Linked DNA regions of Mus musculus: regions 1, 2, 3, 4 and 6 are each linked to region 5. A link is a contact called in public ChIA-PET, HiChIP or PLAC-seq and promoter capture Hi-C data. All regions are on one chromosome and are shown on one strand. Each heading gives the region's core, a stretch centred on a gene start, on an enhancer-like site or on the middle of the called end of the contact. The rest is flanking DNA. Distances are from core to core; before and after follow the strand shown.

What was found. Promoter capture Hi-C pulls out the DNA fragments that hold promoters and counts their contacts. ChIA-PET counts read pairs in DNA pulled down with a chosen protein or histone mark. HiChIP or PLAC-seq counts read pairs in DNA pulled down with a chosen protein or histone mark.
Region 1: a contact with region 5 is called in an RNA polymerase II ChIA-PET map of effector CD8 T cells, with 12 read pairs. The contact joins the promoter of H1f2 here to the promoter of Ripor2 in region 5. A contact is called at or near these places in 3 of 39 promoter capture datasets (cranial neural crest, pre-B cells and second pharyngeal arch cranial neural crest), 3 of 115 datasets of contacts at active chromatin or transcription factors (astrocytes, effector CD8 T cells and memory CD8 T cells) and 1 of 9 other capture datasets (macrophages).
Region 2: a promoter capture Hi-C map of pre-B cells shows a contact between it and region 5, with 4 times the contacts expected there. The contact joins the promoter of H4c3 here to the promoter of Ripor2 in region 5. A contact is called at or near these places in 2 of 39 promoter capture datasets (hippocampal neurons and pre-B cells).
Region 3: a contact with region 5 is called in a promoter capture Hi-C map of liver. The contact joins the promoter of Scgn here to the promoter of Ripor2 in region 5. A contact is called at or near these places in 4 of 39 promoter capture datasets (cranial neural crest, embryonic stem cells and liver), 1 of 484 Hi-C or Micro-C datasets (bone marrow-derived macrophages) and 1 of 115 datasets of contacts at active chromatin or transcription factors (embryonic stem cells).
Region 4: an H3K27ac HiChIP or PLAC-seq map of embryonic stem cells shows a contact between it and region 5, with 3 times the contacts expected there. The contact joins the promoter of H2ac1 here to the promoter of Ripor2 in region 5. A contact is called at or near these places in 2 of 39 promoter capture datasets (embryonic stem cells and pre-B cells) and 4 of 115 datasets of contacts at active chromatin or transcription factors (embryonic stem cells and pro-B cells).
Region 6: a contact with region 5 is called in a promoter capture Hi-C map of pre-B cells, with 5 times the contacts expected there. The contact joins the promoter of H4c2 here to the promoter of Ripor2 in region 5. A contact is called at or near these places in 4 of 39 promoter capture datasets (cranial neural crest, frontonasal cranial neural crest, hippocampal neurons and 1 more), 2 of 115 datasets of contacts at active chromatin or transcription factors (astrocytes and microglia) and 1 of 9 other capture datasets (macrophages).

Annotation. Positions count from the first base shown.
Region 1 is chr13:23,737,533-23,740,232 of GRCm38.p6, forward strand. H1f2 (H1.2 linker histone, cluster member) reads left to right here and starts at 1,275. Exons shown (of 1, transcript NM_015786.3): 1 at 1,275-1,999. The coding sequence starts at 1,317. The coding sequence ends at 1,955.
Region 2 is chr13:23,697,158-23,699,970 of GRCm38.p6, forward strand. It overlaps H4c3 (H4 clustered histone 3), which reads right to left and starts at 1,301. Exons shown (of 1, transcript NM_178208.2): 1 at 927-1,301. The coding sequence starts at 1,292. The coding sequence ends at 981.
Region 3 is chr13:23,989,928-23,992,713 of GRCm38.p6, forward strand. It overlaps Scgn (secretagogin, EF-hand calcium binding protein), which reads right to left and starts at 1,287. Exons shown (of 11, transcript NM_145399.1): 1 at 1,025-1,287. The coding sequence starts at 1,106.
Region 4 is chr13:23,932,891-23,935,787 of GRCm38.p6, forward strand. It overlaps H2ac1 (H2A clustered histone 1), which reads left to right and starts at 1,547. Exons shown (of 1, transcript NM_175658.3): 1 at 1,547-2,023. The coding sequence starts at 1,572. The coding sequence ends at 1,961. It overlaps H2bc1 (H2B clustered histone 1), which reads right to left and starts at 1,266. Exons shown (of 1, transcript NM_175663.2): 1 at 835-1,266. The coding sequence starts at 1,266. The coding sequence ends at 883. It overlaps Gm33516 (a long non-coding RNA gene), which reads left to right and starts at 547. Exons shown (of 3, transcript XR_382128.3): 1 at 547-833.
Region 5 is chr13:24,637,053-24,639,938 of GRCm38.p6, forward strand. It overlaps Ripor2 (RHO family interacting cell polarization regulator 2), which reads left to right and starts at 1,596. Exons shown (of 23, transcript NM_029679.2): 1 at 1,596-1,884. The coding sequence starts at 1,836.
Region 6 is chr13:23,755,678-23,758,377 of GRCm38.p6, forward strand. It overlaps H4c2 (H4 clustered histone 2), which reads left to right and starts at 1,260. Exons shown (of 1, transcript NM_178193.2): 1 at 1,260-1,709. The coding sequence starts at 1,344. The coding sequence ends at 1,655.

The sequences.
Region 1 (2,700 bases), core at 25-2,524, 900 kb before region 5:
AGTTTATCTTGTATTTTCTCTAACAACAAAACCATGTTGTAGTTATTGAAATATGAAGCTGAAAACCTTAAGCTAACAAAGCAAAGTTGACTAGAATGCAGATTGCCATATTCCGAGGAACTGAGAAGAGATGACATACAGCTGTCCACTATAGATGACATGATAATTTGTACTTATCTTGTCTCTTATCTTATTGGTAAAATTGGTTACATTTTCTATTTCAAATATTTAGCTTGTTCAAATCTATGCCAAAGGTAACCTTTGGAAAGCCAGTAAGTTTACTGACATCTGCATCTCATAGTCTCCAAGTCTAGAAGGTCCTCCTGTACTAAGACAAACTATTTTCTAGATTAGAATTCCCGTGCACTGAAACTTATATCTGTATTGCTGCCAAATAAGCAACTAAATCCTCATCACTTTAAAAACAGATCTTTCAAAGACTCTAATTTGGCATTTGGGGGAGAGGAGGGCTCATATAGACTTTTAGGGTTCCTTTCCCTTCTTATTATCTTTATTCTTCAGAGCTAGACCCCTACCTTGCAAAACTCAGAGGGGAACCAGGAGCTTTAAAAATATAGCCCAAGGTCTCCCTTTATAGAAGTCAATGGGGTGCCCCGCCCCCACCAATGTAAAGCATTTTAAAGTCAGTGTCTTTAAATCAGATATTTAAGTCCTAACCCCCCCCACCACATTATACACCCCCAAGGCCTATGAACCCCCTCTCAATTTACCCCAAGTGTTTTATACTGGAAATCCCAGTCCTAGTCCATAGTTGTGGTGGGTCTGTAATCAGAAGTCACTAAGGACTTGTGTTACTTCCCTTGCGAAGAAACAGAATAATTGTGAAAATTTAGGCGGAAATCGTTTCATTTTTGTCCCTAAATTAAGGGAAGGATGTGCTCTATAATCCCTGAGAAAAAGAACTTTCAAGGGCAAAGGAGCGACCAGGTAATTTAGAAGAAAAACAGAAAGTGGTCTCTATCTACCCCGGACTTCCTTTGGAGTTGGGGGAATTAGGGACTCCTAGGCGCGTTGTCTTTAGGGATGAGGAAAAAATAAACATATATCCTGAAGCCTGAGACTTCTCGGATCCTTTACCGACCAAACTCGAGAGATTTGGTGCAAGATATTTTAATATTTTCTCCTTTTTGTGAAGTGTAACAAACACAAGTTGGGCGCAGCGCGGCTGCTCAGAGCTTGCCAGGCAGGCCGCTGGAGCACCAATCAGCGCGCGCCTGCGCTCTATATATACAGCGCCGGGCCCGCGCTACTCTATCGGCGTACTGCCACTAGTTCCTGACTTCCAGAGACTCATCATGTCTGAGGCTGCTCCTGCTGCCCCCGCTGCCGCGCCCCCTGCGGAGAAGGCGCCTGCCAAAAAGAAGGCCGCCAAGAAGCCCGCCGGGGTGCGCCGTAAGGCGTCCGGACCCCCGGTGTCCGAGCTCATCACCAAGGCTGTGGCCGCCTCCAAGGAGCGCAGCGGCGTGTCCCTGGCTGCGCTCAAGAAGGCGCTGGCGGCCGCGGGGTACGATGTGGAGAAGAACAACAGCCGCATCAAGCTCGGCCTGAAGAGCCTGGTGAGCAAGGGCATCCTGGTGCAAACCAAGGGCACCGGTGCCTCCGGCTCCTTCAAACTCAACAAGAAGGCGGCTTCTGGCGAGGCCAAACCCCAGGCTAAGAAGGCAGGCGCGGCCAAGGCGAAGAAGCCCGCGGGAGCAGCCAAGAAGCCTAAGAAGGCGACTGGTGCTGCCACACCCAAAAAGGCGGCCAAGAAGACCCCGAAGAAGGCGAAGAAGCCCGCGGCGGCGGCTGTGACCAAGAAAGTGGCCAAGAGCCCAAAGAAGGCGAAGGTCACCAAGCCCAAGAAGGTCAAGAGCGCGTCTAAAGCCGTAAAGCCAAAGGCTGCCAAGCCCAAGGTTGCCAAGGCCAAGAAGGTTGCAGCCAAGAAAAAGTAGGCTGCCTCCCCTAACAATCCAAAAGGCTCTTTTCAGAGCCACCACTCCCACTTAAGAGCTGTGACATTTGTGTGATTAATGAAGCAAGGTTGCAAGGGACTCGATCCCGGCAGCACTCGCTCCCCCGGTGGGATGGGTGGGGTTGCGTGTCCCACCTAGACTTGTTTGTGCTGGGCTGCTCAGGAAGTGCTATGGGCTGGAACACCCTCCCACGGCTGTCAGCAGCAGAAAGCAACCCTCGGCGCTAGTTCGTATTGGACTGCAAGGTGATTTGAAAGTTCCGCCCTGCTTGTGGGTTGGCTCACTCCGGCCCAGGACTCTAGTTCTTCGTTTGATTGGGCGCCATCCCGAAGTTTGAGCTTCCTGCCTGGAGAAACGCATCCGGGGCTTGTAGGTGGCTTCTATGCTCAGCCTCTTGTGGGGGTTAGCCTGGAAGTTTGGGAGAAGGTGGGGTGCTGGCGCCAACGAACTGCCTTCCTTAATATTAAAGACATGGGGTAGCTGCCGGAACGACTAGCCTGCACAGTTAAGTTGGACTCGGGACTGAGACGATTGCTTCTCGTACTTTCGGTTTGTTTGCCACAGCGATGGAGTTGTGGGTTGAACTGCGTCACAACCTTTTGTCAGCCATTTTTTTTTCAAGTTTTTTACCATTACCAATTACACTTGCTTTGCCTTATTTTGATCAGCATAGTTGTAGATTAACTTTGTTTTGCCTCAGCTTCCCGAAGCGCTTGCTTTATAC
Region 2 (2,813 bases), core at 51-2,550, 940 kb before region 5:
GTTTTATGTATTTTATGAGAATAGCATGTAGGCTTCAGGAGAATGACAAAAACCATATTAAAAATTAAGGACTTCTTTATGAAAATGTTAGGGTTTGAGTTCAATGCCCCAACATAACAAAAAAAAGCACTGGGGAAGTCTGGGCTGAAGAACATAAACAAAACAAACAAAAAACAAAAATAACTCATCTTTTAAAGTGATCAAGTTTTATGGAGTGCCACAAATATTAAATTCACATTAAACTATTTTAGGCATTGGTATGAGGAATGACAAAAGATCATAGTAAGGTGGCTTGAGAGATTGTTCAGTCAAGAACACTTAATGCTTTAAAAGAAGTTTGTATATCAGAATACACAACAGCTGGCTCACAACAGCTTCTGACTCCAACTTCCTGGAAATAACGCCGCCCTCTTGTGGCAGATGGCAAACATGGCACACCCACAAGAATTTAAATTATCAAGCCACTGCACAACTAAACTGTATATAAACATACCATTAGGTGGTCCCTAATATAGATTATGTGTACTTAGGCCTTATTAATGGTATACAATTAATAACAGCTAAGCGTCTTCAGTTTCTGTAGTAATCAGCCTTTGCCTTGCTTAGATACAATGGTTCCTGCTCTCTCCTGAGCTTCTAGATGGCTCCAGAAGGGAATAAGCTCTTAAATGACCGGTATCAAAAGTGGATTGAGAAGTGACACGATCAGTGGAAAACCTTCAAATAATTCTAAAACAGTTCGTTCAGTATTAACTTCTGACAGTTCAAAATTATGGGCTTGTTATATTACCCAGTTAAACCTACAGGGTATATTCGGCTGCATGGCATAATTACTACCCACCACATAAGTATAGGACAGAATAACACTTAAACTACCTAGCAGGCTCGATTAAAGCTTCGGTAAGTGAACAACTCCTAGGAATTTGTGGGTGGCCCTGAAAAGGGCCTTTTGTTGACAGTGGAAATCGTTTGTTAGTCGATTAACCGCCGAATCCGTAGAGAGTGCGGCCCTGGCGCTTGAGCGCGTAGACCACGTCCATGGCGGTGACGGTCTTGCGCTTGGCGTGCTCCGTGTAGGTGACGGCGTCGCGGATCACGTTCTCCAGGAACACCTTCAGCACACCGCGGGTCTCCTCGTAGATGAGGCCGGAGATGCGCTTCACTCCCCCGCGCCGGGCCAGGCGGCGGATGGCGGGCTTGGTAATGCCCTGGATGTTATCACGGAGAACCTTACGGTGGCGCTTAGCGCCGCCTTTCCCAAGGCCTTTACCACCCTTACCACGTCCAGACATGGTTATGACAGCAGGGAGACAGCAATCGTCCCTTTAAATAGGCCTTCTGCGGACCTGGTTGAAAACTAGAGCGTTAGGCGGGGTTTCCGAATCCGGGTCTTGGAAGGGGGTGGAGAAAAAAGGATGCGTCATTGGAATCTGAATGTTTTCATTGGCTAGCAAGCCCCAGCTATTCTTTGCATGCGGTGTCTCTTAAAGACCACATTTAAATCCTGCAGAAAAACTTCATTCCCTCCTCCCCACCCCGACCCCATTCTTTCTCATGAAAGAAAGGCTTATTGGGGCCATTCCACAAAGCAGACATCCCCATTTCTCGTTTGCTTTTATTTCTGTCTTGTATTAAATTAGTTGATGGTTTCTTTGTGAGGACTCAGGTTAGATGTCCAAAACAGAGGTAAAATATGCCAAGACTGTCCCATGTCAGTAAAGTTTAATCTATTCCCGGCAGTTTTGTTTGGGTAGACATAAACATTGAAAAGGCATCTCAAATTGAGCACCCTAACTGCAAACTTCATATTCCCTATCTCGAGTCAGAGACCTAATGATTCCGTCTATCCTCTTTTTTAATAAAAACTGAGAAAGTCTACAAAAGAATAGTTAGGTTATCGGTTATCCTCTACCTGCTGTGATTCCAAGTTTGTTTCCCTTCCAGCCCTTATTAATCACAGCATGGCTTGCTCACCTTAAGAGAAGAAGTGTTTTGTAGAGCTGGTAATTACAGTACAGGGCTAATACTTGATTAAGGTCATTACAAAGTCTACAAGGTCCTGGTGAAGCTTGTGATATGATTAGTGATGTCAAAACAAGGCTAATCCGACCCCCGCCCCCCTTTTTAAAAAAAGGCAGAAGAGTAAGTAGCAGTAAGTCTCGATGCGGGTTTAATGTTGATTTTGGCATTCCAAATTTTAATTTAACAATGATGTAGAGGAGATGGCTCAGAAGTTAAGAGCATTTGATACTCCCCCAGAAGGCAAGATTTGGTTCCCAGAGCCTAAATGGTAGCTCACAAACATGCATAACTCTAGTTTCAGGAGACTGATGCTCTTTTCTGATCTCAATGGCACCCATGAATGCAGGCAAACTACTCACACAGACAAAGTAAAATATAGAATTAATATTATGGCTAGTAACAATTTTTAAAATAAAGCCTGCTGACCAAAATGAAGACCTTTAATTCCTGTCTTTTGTTACATATGTTCACCACAAAAACTTTATACCAGGGGCCCCAGAAAACTATGAATTACAAAGACCACATCCAGAAAAAAATAGTTTCAAAATATTCCTGATAAACTTCTAAGTCTATGGTTAATTTTGAAAAAATTAAATTAATTAAATTAACCATATTTACTTCTTACTGCAGAAGACAACAGAGGTCTGCTACCAGGTAGCTGTGGTAATTCCTTTTGAGGTTTGCCAAGAAATAGCAAGTGTTCTAAAATTGGCTTTCTTGGGGTGGAGATAAGTATTCTAGGGTTCATCAGCTGAATTAAAATCCCAGCATAGGAGCTGGTGATATGGGGC
Region 3 (2,786 bases), core at 37-2,536, 650 kb before region 5:
TGAGGTTTGAAGCAGTGTCACATAGAGCCCAGGCTAGCCCCAAACTTGCTATGTATCTGAGGAAGACTTTGAACTCCTGATCCTCCTGCCTCTACCTCCCAATTGCTAGGATCACAGGCATGTGCCACCATGCCTTGCTATTTAGATTTGGGTTTGGTCTCAGTTTTATATTTCCTATTCTTAAAAGGTTTGTATTTTATTTTAATTATGTAAATGTGAGCATGTCTAGGGGTTGAGAGTGTGGTGCAAGTCAGTGTAGGTGCCCTTAGAAGCTAGCATCAGATTTTCCGGAGTTGAGTTCAGGTGGTTGGGAGCCACCTAACATATGCGCTGGGGCCAAACCTGAGTCTTCTGTAAGTGCAGTATATAATGTTAATGGCTGAGCCATCTCTGTAACCTTCACACTTTATTGTTATTATTGTTGTTGTTGTTACTTCAGTATCTATCTACTAATATCTTGAGAGGGGTAAATACTAAGTCCTAGCTTTTGTATGTAAGCATGCCTTTCAGGCAGTGTGTGTGTGTGTGTGTGTGTGTGTGTGTGTGTGTGTATGTGTGTGTGTGTGTAATTATCAATGGACAAGGCCAAATGGTAAACAGATGTGTTTTATGTTCAAGCACGTGGTTTGAAGTAGAGGGACATAAATCTGCACGTTGCTGAAACTCATCCTCCTTTGTAGAGAATGGAGACTGGGTAACGTGACAGTCACTAATGAAAAACTGTCACATTTACAAAGCACCACAGATTGCTGAGTTTCAGCCCAACAGCCTGGAATACATATGCAATGATGTTTGTTAATATATTAACTGCACGTCACTCACACAGCCACAGGTTGGGAAGCAGGAAAGTGCTCAGTCCACTCAGAATTTTTCAGACACTTTCTTGATATGTAAAATCAGCGTATGCTGAGGGTACTTTCTCCGGCACTCAGTAGTCAACTTTTCTTATAGAGAAAGGCGCTTAGGAGAAATTCCAGTTCCCTCTGTGTCTACGCTAGGCGCTCAACTGACCAAAGCTACTCACCTTCCTTGTCGAAGCGCTGCCAGATCTGCCAGAAGCAGGCAGCATCCAGCCGAGCTGGAGTTTTTCTGCGTGCGTTGTCCATGGTGCTGATGTGGGTAAACTCGCCTAGCAGTATTTCCCGACTCTTCGGTCCACTTCCTCCCTCTCTAGCTAGGTACCAGTGGGCAAGGCAAGCTCGAGGGCGTCCGGGCTCGTTGGTGTCGCTGAGCAGTCTTCAGTCTAGATGTCAGGCTCCAGGAGGCAACCCGCAGGCGTCCTCCTGCCCCGCCCCGCACGCCCGGCAGATCTCAGCGGGGCTCCTGCCTGTTAGCTGTAGGGGGAAGGGATGGGGTGAGGAGGGTGATGGGGATCAGACAGAAAGAAACTGGGAACTGTCTCTCCTGTTCACGGCTCACTGCCTTTCCGTTTAAGTTGTTTGTCAAACTCACGAAAACATTCTCTTCAGGTTGACTCACCTTTCAAACTAATGTCTCAAGGGGTTTCCTGGAACGGGCTGTCTATGTTTAGGGTTGAAAAAGTGTCAGTGCTGGCACCTTACGGATTGGATAAGACAGGACACATACTGTGGTGCGGAGGGAAGAAGAGAGATGAAGGTGTTCAGAAGTGGCCTCTGGAGCCAAACGAGGCATCAGAAAACACACCCGTTGCTGAACTGTAGTGTACTGTAGGGACCTGCTACTGCAGTCACTGTGGCTTGAAGTGGTGCCATTAAGATGCTGCAGGGAGCCAGGCATGGGTGGCACACACCTGTAGCTCCTGAACTACAGAGTCTGGAATAGGACTGCTGTGATACACAGTGAGTTGCAGGGCAGCCTGAGCTACAAAGTGATATCCTGTCTCCAAAACAAAACCAAACAAAACATCCACAAAGAGAAGCAAAACGCTGAAGCACAAATAAACCTAGCCACACTGTATCAAGAAAGGGGTCTACCCAACACATGCTATCTATGGAAGAGTTTTCAGATGTTTGTAACTGACTCCTTAGAGACACTTTAAGACAAATTGGCAGCCACCATTTAAAGGAACACGTTTTCTTTTTTTTCTTTTCTTTTCTTTCTTTCTTTTCTTTTTTTTTTTTTTTTTTTTTTTGAGCACGTTTTCTAATGATTAAAACTGAAAACTGTTGACCAGTTGACTTCTGAGAGAATAAAGAGACTAACCTGGTGACTTTGGACTTCAAACATCTTGCTAAGGAATCAGTAGAAGGAGTTAGGCAAAAATTGAGCTAGATGTGGTGACTCAAGCTTGCAACCTCCAATACTCAAGAGGCTGGGGGATTACTATGTGTCACAGCTCGCCTGTGCCGCCATGTGAAACTCAACAGAGAGATGGGGAGAATGAGCTGGAGTAAGAACACCCTTCCTTTGTGGTCTGCTGCTAGCATTCAATTTATTCGTAAGGAGCAACAGAGGTAAGCTATTTAAATGACAGTAGTAGAGCGCATGAGACTCAGTAGTTCCAGCTCAGGATCCTGGCTGAACCAAGTGGTAACTCTGTGATGGGTCACTATTCTAGGTCTCTACGTCTCAGCTTTCATATTTTATAACGAAGAGTACAATGTCTGCCTTGGAGGGCTGCTGAGAGGGTCAGAGAAACGCGTGGAAGTCCCCAGTGAATCAGGCTGCCTTTGTGTTGTTGCCTTATGACGGAATGACTGTGTTCTTTAAAAAGGATTTATAAAACGGAAGAAAAGTTTGAAAAATTGATAGCCAAGAGCAGCCTGGTGTGACATGATGTTACGTGTGATGTTTAAATTTCTAAA
Region 4 (2,897 bases), core at 297-2,796, 700 kb before region 5:
GAGTTGCCTTGGTTATGGTGTCTCTTCACAGCAATATAGCAATAAAGACAGTACCCAATGAGTGGCACTGCCTGGAAAAGCCATGGAAATTAACAAAACAGTATTATCAAATATATATATATATATAATATTTATATATTATATATAAATATATAATTATTAATATATTATCAATAGTATGAATGTGTACTGTACAGACTAGGGTATCACCACGGCAGAGGATGGTGGACGACTGTGCAGTAGAGCAGGGTTTTCTTGTTTAAACTTCCTGTCCTTGCTGGTTCTGTTCAGTAGTAGCATTACCTCAGCCTACCCAGTTAACATTTTCAATATCAGAGCCAGACTATACATGATGTTAAAGCTATGTCAGGTTTAGAAAGAAGCAGTGCCCATTTAGAGCGATCACAAAAATACCAAGGATCTAAATGCTGGGACAGCTCGACCCTCTGACTAGAGATGGCGTCACTCAAAAGCATACGCCGCCGCCGCCATTTTGGCAGGAGCATGAAATGCCGTTATTACCGTTTGTCAGTTGACGGAGGCTAACATATTACACAATAAAAGCATTTGAGATGAGGCAGCCCTACCGACTGTTACATTTCCAGCTAAACTAACGCCTGACACCCTCACTACAAAGACATCAGGCCAGGGAGCCCCCAGCTTTATGCGCTGAATCACTTTGTTGTGTGAACGCCACATTTGAAAAGCTGTTCTGATGGCAAGCGAGACTCAGGCCCTAAGTACAGACTGGACCAGGTGCTGCTAGTCAAGAGCCCGCACACCCAACCGCAGTATAGGACCAGCAAGTAAACGCAGCTCTCTCAACAGAAGAGGTGGGTGGCTCTTAAAAGAGCCTTTGGGTTTGTTGTGAGCCCTGCGAGCTCACTTGGAGCTGGTGTACTTGGTGACGGCCTTGGTGCCCTCCGACACCGCGTGCTTGGCCAGCTCCCCGGGCAGCAGCAGGCGCACGGCCGTCTGGATCTCCCGGGACGTGATGGTCGAGCGCTTGTTGTAATGCGCCAGGCGGGACGCCTCGCTCGCGATGCGCTCGAAGATGTCTGTCACAAAGGAGTTCATGATGCTCATGGCCTTGGAGGAGATGCCGGTGTCGGGGTGCACTTGTTTCAGCACCTTATAGATGTAAATGGAGTAGCTCTCCTTGCGGCATCTCTTACGTTTCCGGCCCTCCTTTTTCTGGGTCTTGGTGACCGCTTTCTTGAAGCCTTTCTTGGAAATAGTAGCACCCTTTACCGCCACCTCCGGCATGGCTCAAGTAACCTTTCCCACACCAACGTCTCAAAACAGTTCCAACTGCTGAGAAAACACACACGACTTGAGGTTGAGAAGCGGGGTATTTATAGGCGTGGACATTGGATGACGTATGGGTACATGCAATCTGATTGGACAGTAAGTGCTGGGTGCATGCAAATAAGGGGAATTCAAGCTGTGATTTCTAATTGGTTAATCCATCATCAATCAGCCAATCAGGTGTTGAGCATAAGCTGCCATTAGACTATAAATAGGCGTGGTCATGGGGGCCTCGCTTACCGCTTTAAGACTTTTGAAGAATCATGTCTGGTCCTACAAAGCGGGGTGGCAAGGCTCGTGCCAAGGTCAAGTCTCGCTCTTCCAGGGCAGGTTTGCAGTTTCCTGTGGGTCGTGTGCACCGGCTTCTCCGCCAAGGGAACTACGCACAACGAATTGGGGCTGGTGCACCAGTGTATCTGGCGGCAGTGCTAGAATACTTGACAGCTGAGGTCCTGGAGCTGGCGGGCAACGCAGCCCGGGACAACAAGAAGACGCGCATTACTCCTCGCCACCTGCAGCTGGCCATCCGCAACGACGAGGAGCTCAACAAGTTGCTTGGCCGCGTGACCATCGCGCAGGGTGGCGTCCTGCCCAACATCCAGGCCGTGCTGCTGCCCAAGAAGACCGAGAGCCACAAGTCCCAGACCAAGTGACTCCTGCACAAGACAGCAACCATCAGTTTAAAACAAAAAGGCTCTTTTCAGAGCCACCTTCATTTTCACGAAAAGCTGTGCATGACAGGTATAATCAACGACGGTCAATTTCAGACTTCATTTGGACCTCTACCAGCTGTTAATACTGACAGTATTCTACGGCCTTCTGTGGCAAAGTATTAGGGTAGGAACGTAGAGGTGTTTAAGGGTTGTGTGAATGAAGTATTACTCAAAAGTAAGCCACTAATTCAGCTCCTTCTTAGCTGAAAGTTAGCACAGGATGATCCAGTTCTGCAATTTCTCAAAAGTGCCTTAAAAAACTTGTATCAGTGCTACAAAATGAGTAAAAACCTAGAATGTTGCTCAAACAAACCCATTCGGGAAAAAAAAAAAATGAGTTATTCCTGTCAGTTTTGAGGGCTGGAGTAAAAGGCTTACCAACTTGTAGTTTTTATGAATGTTTGCTTGTAGTATCCTCTACAGAGGATAGAGGGTTAGATATCTTAGCAACTGGAGCAAATGGCCATCGGGAGCTGCCGTAGGGATATTAGGAACCAAGCTTAGATCCTTTGCAAAAGTAGCGAGTGTTTTTAGTATTTGTTTCATCTGTCCAGCCCAATTGTCATAATTTTTTGAAATCCAAGAATGGGTATTAAGAGTTTTTAGCTAGAAAATAAAACCATTTGATTTATTTATTCATTTTGTAAATGCTTACTGACTCCATTTGCTAAGCTGGGCCTAACTCTGGAAGCTTCTGGCCTCTGTACAATCTTATCAAGGCCTCGAATGTTCTCAGCCTCTGAGACTTACTGCTGAATAAGCTCACCCTTTCTAGCTCTTTCTGAGCTGTGGGCTGACTGACTCAACTCAGCTGTTCTGGCTCAAACTTGTCTCCAAGCTGACTGATTCAATCTAGCTTCTTTCAGTTCCTTACTG
Region 5 (2,886 bases), core at 346-2,845:
GAATCCAAGCCCGGCTTTGCTGTGTCCTCCAAAGGATGGGTGTGCCATGAAGAATGTCTCCCCACAAGCCATGTCTCTTTTTTGCATGAGCATCTAAAGTCGATGAGGCTGGGTCATCTTGGACAAGTTAGGCTAACTCTCTGTAACCTTAGTTTGCCTGCCTATAAAGTGGGAATCAAAATACTGAAAGGTTACAGCCAGGTGTAAACAGTCTAATGTCAGGGGATAAGAAGATCGCCATAAACTTACGTTTAGTTCTGTACGGATTGATGCATTAGGGACTTGCTTGTTGAGCAGAACACCCATGAGGAAACACACAGAGAGCTTGCTTGCCCTCTGTGTGCTAAGCTGTCACATGTGTAGTCGTAGTCGACGCTTTCCTCCTAGGAAGGAATGTCCACATGGGAAGGTGGCTTCCTGATGGGGAGTGTGTTGAGTTGAGAGAAGGGCATTGGAGAATGCAGCTGGCAAGGGTAGCCTGTCTGAGCTCCTCTCAAGCCATGGCCTCGTGGTCCAGGTGAGAGGCCTGTACAGTGCTCCTCCTTGGGTGATCCCTGAAGTCTGGCTGTATCCTTAGGTGGGGTGTGATTCAGCTGCTTGCGTTTTCCAGGTCTAAGGATGTCCAGGTTTCCTGATGCTGCCATAGACTCCTCTCCTAGCCTTTGTTGGTCAAGGTTTATACTTCTTGATTCTAATGTCCTCATAAAGTGACTAGGTCTCAGCTTGGAATGTGATGGATGAATTTGTGGGACACTTTGATTTTACATATTGTAAATACACAATTGTATGAGTAAGACAGTTTCCCTGAGGAGGAAACTGAGGCCTGGAAGACTGCCAACCTAAGGATGGACGCAGAGTCCACTCTTGGGCTCCAGGTCCTTAGAATACCCAACCTCATACTCTTCACTCACACACATATAATAGCCTAGTTACCAATGCTGACCTGGGATTTACTATATATAACCCAGGCTGGCATCGAACTTACAGCAGCCTTCCTGCCTTAGCCTCTTGAATGCCACCACACTCAGCTTCTAAAGGTCCTTTTTCTATGGAATGTTTCTGTCTGTCAGACCCACCTACATTTTATAGCCTTATGTATAATTCAAATTCACACCAAAAGAGAGGTTTCAAAGTCAAACAAAAGTCTTGCTTCTCCCTATCATAGTGAAACCTCTGTCGAAACAAGCCCTGGGTACTTGTACCCAGAGGCCCTCTCCAACCGGGCTTTTCAACATAACTCCTGCCTTGAGCCTTGAACTTCACTCTTCACCACTGCACACAACCCTCCCCCATCTCATCATTTGCAATGCACGGCCCTTTTTGAGATCCCCAAAGGCTGGCTGCACAGGCACTCTTGTCTCAGCTGAGATCTCCTCTAATGCTCCGTGTCCGGCTGGTCTCAACTCCCCTGCGGCGGAGTCCTTCTAAGCTGCGCCACAAGCTAGTGTCCCAGAGCCTGACGTGCAGGCAGACGATCAGCTGGAGGCAAGCACCCAAGCGCACCCTGAAGGAGTCGGGCTGAAGGGACCATCAAGCAGCTGTCTCCACCCGCCCTCCTCCCTCGCCCCCCCCCCACCGGTGACGCGCCAGCCCCCGCGTGCGCGCCTCCCCACCGCCCTCTCCGCTACCGCGCTCGCTCCGCTCTCTGCCACCCGCGCGTCCTCTGGCCCCGCAACTTCACCCGGCGCGGCGGCAGCTGGTGCGACGCCCGAGCGCTGGGGCCACGACTGTTACCCTCGGACCTTTCCCTGTTGGCTGGGAGGAACGAGCACCGGTGTCCGCGGAGCCGGAGGTGCACGGCAGCGAGGGGCGGTGCGTGGGTGCCGAGGTGGTACATGCCACCCGGTACTAAGCGTCTCCGGGCACTAGGAGCGTTCTCGGCAGGTAGGTGCACGCGCCTCTTAAACACATTCTCTGCGGCTGATTTTGGTTTCCACCGGCATGAGGTGGGTGTATGGAGGAGTGTCCTGGGCTTGAATGAGCCTGGCATATTAAGAAGAACCCTTGGGTGTCCGGGCTTCCTAGGTCCTGGCGAATCCGGGGAGCCTGATGTGGGCTGGGACGAGAAGGGAAGTTATTAAGGAAGAGGGGCCGTGCACTTAGCGCAGGCCGACCCAAAGGATGTCCCGCACTGTGGAAGGACCGATTGAGAAGGCTAGAGAAGCCTGTGGCACTACCTAAGGTAGGGGCTTGTCAGGGACAGGGGATCCCGCGGGTGGGATCGTGGATGAACCCTGGCTTCCGAAAGACTTCCGGGCACCCAGCAGCGATGGGTGATCCAGCTCAGAGGGAGGATCGCAATTTCCAAGGGCTTCATGTGCCTCCAGACTGAGCAATTGAGCTTGGCTGGGACCCAGCTGTTCCAAATTGGCCACGTGAAACCGGTGAGAATGGGGAAGAGGGCAAGCCAAAAGAAATGTGTTGTTTTTGATGCCAACCTGTGTTTGGAAAGACTGGGGTACGGGGTCACACTTGGGGAACACTCTAACCCTAGCAGGTGTCTGTGATATTGAACGTGCGCGGGGGGTGGGGGGGGGGTTCTGTAGTTCTCCCTCAGGCTATTTATTACCTCATAGCTCCCTCCCACAGTTTCCTGGATAGGGATGCAGACCCCTCGCTGTAGAAGAGGGCGGGCGTTGGAATTCGCTAAGCAGAGCCATTCAGGTGCGAGAATGACAGGACTGTGGACAGTCACAGCTCCTGAGTGAGAAAACAAGACGAAATCCTAGAGAAGCTAGCAATGTTTTTTGGGGAGTGGGGGTGGGGCAGAGTGGGATCCACAGCCCATAGGCTCTGGTCTGGGGGACACCTATATGTTGCATGAGTGACTGTGAAGAAATGTCAACACTTCAGCTGGGGGAACAATGTGATTGTCTTTAAAGCACA
Region 6 (2,700 bases), core at 10-2,509, 880 kb before region 5:
ATGTAATCCTTATACACATTTGGTGATACTGATAGTGTGTTGGAAATAATAACCTGATAAGGAAATACTTCTAGGAAGAGTATTAAAATAGTGTTTATTTGGGGTTTCTATTGCTGTGATAAAACACTACTATCAAAAGCAACTCAGGCAGGAAAGGGTTTATTAGGCTTACAGTTCTGCATCACTGTTCATCACTGAAGGAGGTGAGGAATAGGAAATCAATCAGGGAAGGAACCTGGAGGCAGGAGCTGGTTGCAAAGGCCATGGAAAGGTGCTGCTTACAGACTTGCTCTATGTTGACCCTCCCCCCAGCCTGTTTTCCTGTAGAACACAGGCCCACCAGCCCAGGAACCGCACCACCTACAATGTGCAGGACCCTTCCCTCATAAGGCACTAATTAAGAAATCCTCTACTGATTTGTCTACAGATTCATTTTATGGAGGAATTTTTTCAAATGAGGTTCCTCCTGTATGATGGCTCTAGTTTGTGTCAAGTTGGAATAAAACTATCCAGCACAAATAGTAACAGGTAAAAATATTTATGTAGTACTTCTTTGAAACAATCTCTTCTAATGTAGTACCCAAGCAAACAAACTGTGGGCACCATTATCAGACAAGTTTTATAAGTATAAAGGGGGAACAGGAAAATGACCAGTTCCAATATCTCTGAATTCATTACTTTGAACGAGAGCATACACTGTGTAGGGGTGGCAAAATAGAATACAAGCATCATGCAGTTTTCCCGCTCTAATAAAAAATATAGCAATCCAAACCAGCAATGAATGGATTCCAGACAGGGAATAGCCAAGTGCATCTATATGACTAGGCAAAGGGGCTTGACCTATGTTGACAAGTAGAATTTTAATAAATTCTACTTATACCGATTCTATTTCAATTTCTATTAAAAAAATTCTCTTGTAATTTATTTTTAAAAGTATCTTTCACATTTGAATTTTTAGGTTTTAAGAAACAATAATCACATGGTCTTTTGGCACCTGTTGAATTTTTTAAAAAGATGTTTTAAACCTAAATACTTTACAGGGGTATTTGTTTTAATCCTCCAGGTACTGGTCCATAAAAATGTAACTCCTTGCTAAAATCCTTATAGAACAATATAACATATAATAAAAGCAGTATACTCAAATCTGGGGAAACCTGAGAGACTCCATGTCTGCATGTGCCCTATACAGTACTCCAGAGTCACCGCCCTGAAATGGGCTGAGCAAAAGAAGCCTTTGGTCCCCGCCCACTTGAAGTTCTCAACCAGGTCCGATAAGAGCCTATAATAACACAGCGAATTCTTAGTTCACCAGCTTCCTACTGAAAGCTTGTAAGAATTTAACTATGTCTGGTCGCGGCAAGGGAGGAAAAGGCCTGGGCAAAGGTGGCGCTAAGCGCCATCGCAAAGTGCTGCGCGACAACATCCAGGGCATCACCAAGCCCGCCATCCGCCGCCTGGCCCGGCGCGGGGGAGTGAAGCGCATCTCCGGCCTCATCTACGAGGAGACCCGCGGTGTGCTGAAGGTGTTCCTGGAGAACGTGATCCGCGACGCCGTCACCTACACGGAGCACGCCAAGCGCAAGACCGTCACCGCCATGGACGTGGTCTACGCGCTCAAGCGCCAGGGCCGCACCCTCTACGGATTCGGGGGTTAAGGGACTAAAGCGATTTTCTTAACTGTTACAAAAGGTCCTTTTCAGGACCACTCACTGAATTCCTTAAAAAGCTGTGCATTTTGCTCCCTCACCCTTCCCCCACACTGGCAGCGGCCCTCACTAATAGCTTCAGCTTTAACTCAGGCTGTGGATAGTCAGCATAGTTGAGATTCCCCACCCCCACCCCTCCAGGCTGAATTTGTGCACAAAGTACAGCCTCACCTTGTACAAATTGTTAAAAGTAGGACACTTCAAGGCTCTTTTCTCAGGATTGGTTCAAGGACGGTTAAACAGTCTTGAAAACCTGGAATTTTGGGGAAAGGTGTTAGAACCTCTAGGTTCAACGACTCATTACCACCGCCTGAAAATAACCTTGGGTAGGTGAACAAAGGTAACCATCCAGATGAGAATTTACTAAAGAAACAGGCTCATCGGGTCCTGGAGGTAAAAACAATTGAGTAAAGAGTGAAGCTTTGATACACATGATGTTTTCTTGACCAGCCCTTTCAAACAGTTCATTAAAACAAATATTGACATAAAATCTACATCGTATTAATTACTACAGGTAATGCCAGGATAATATAAAATGTAAGGATGTGTAATACAGGTTATTTTGTATATACCACTGACACCATGTACAGGGCTTCAACATTTTCATATAGTGGTATGGGTCTTTAATTCTGTTCCCATGAATTTTGACAGTCGACTAAATAGTGAAACTAAATGAGATTAATGGCATAAAACACAATGTAGTGTAACATTTGTAGCGTGAAGAAACAAACTGATTTACATCCAAAACGAAGTTTTAGCCAACACACTACACACTGACCAACAGCTGTCATCCCAGTACTCCAGAAATGGATGCAGAAGTCAGCATATGTTCTGTGCCATTCAGAGACTCAGAAATGATAGTATATGCCAGTATGTGTTATATACTCTTAGTTCTTGGACCCTTTCATCAGCCCTAGAACTGCATCTTGTTAACAATGGAACACTAAAAAAAATACACAATTGTTGTTAATAGCACAGGGTAGAACTATTCAGG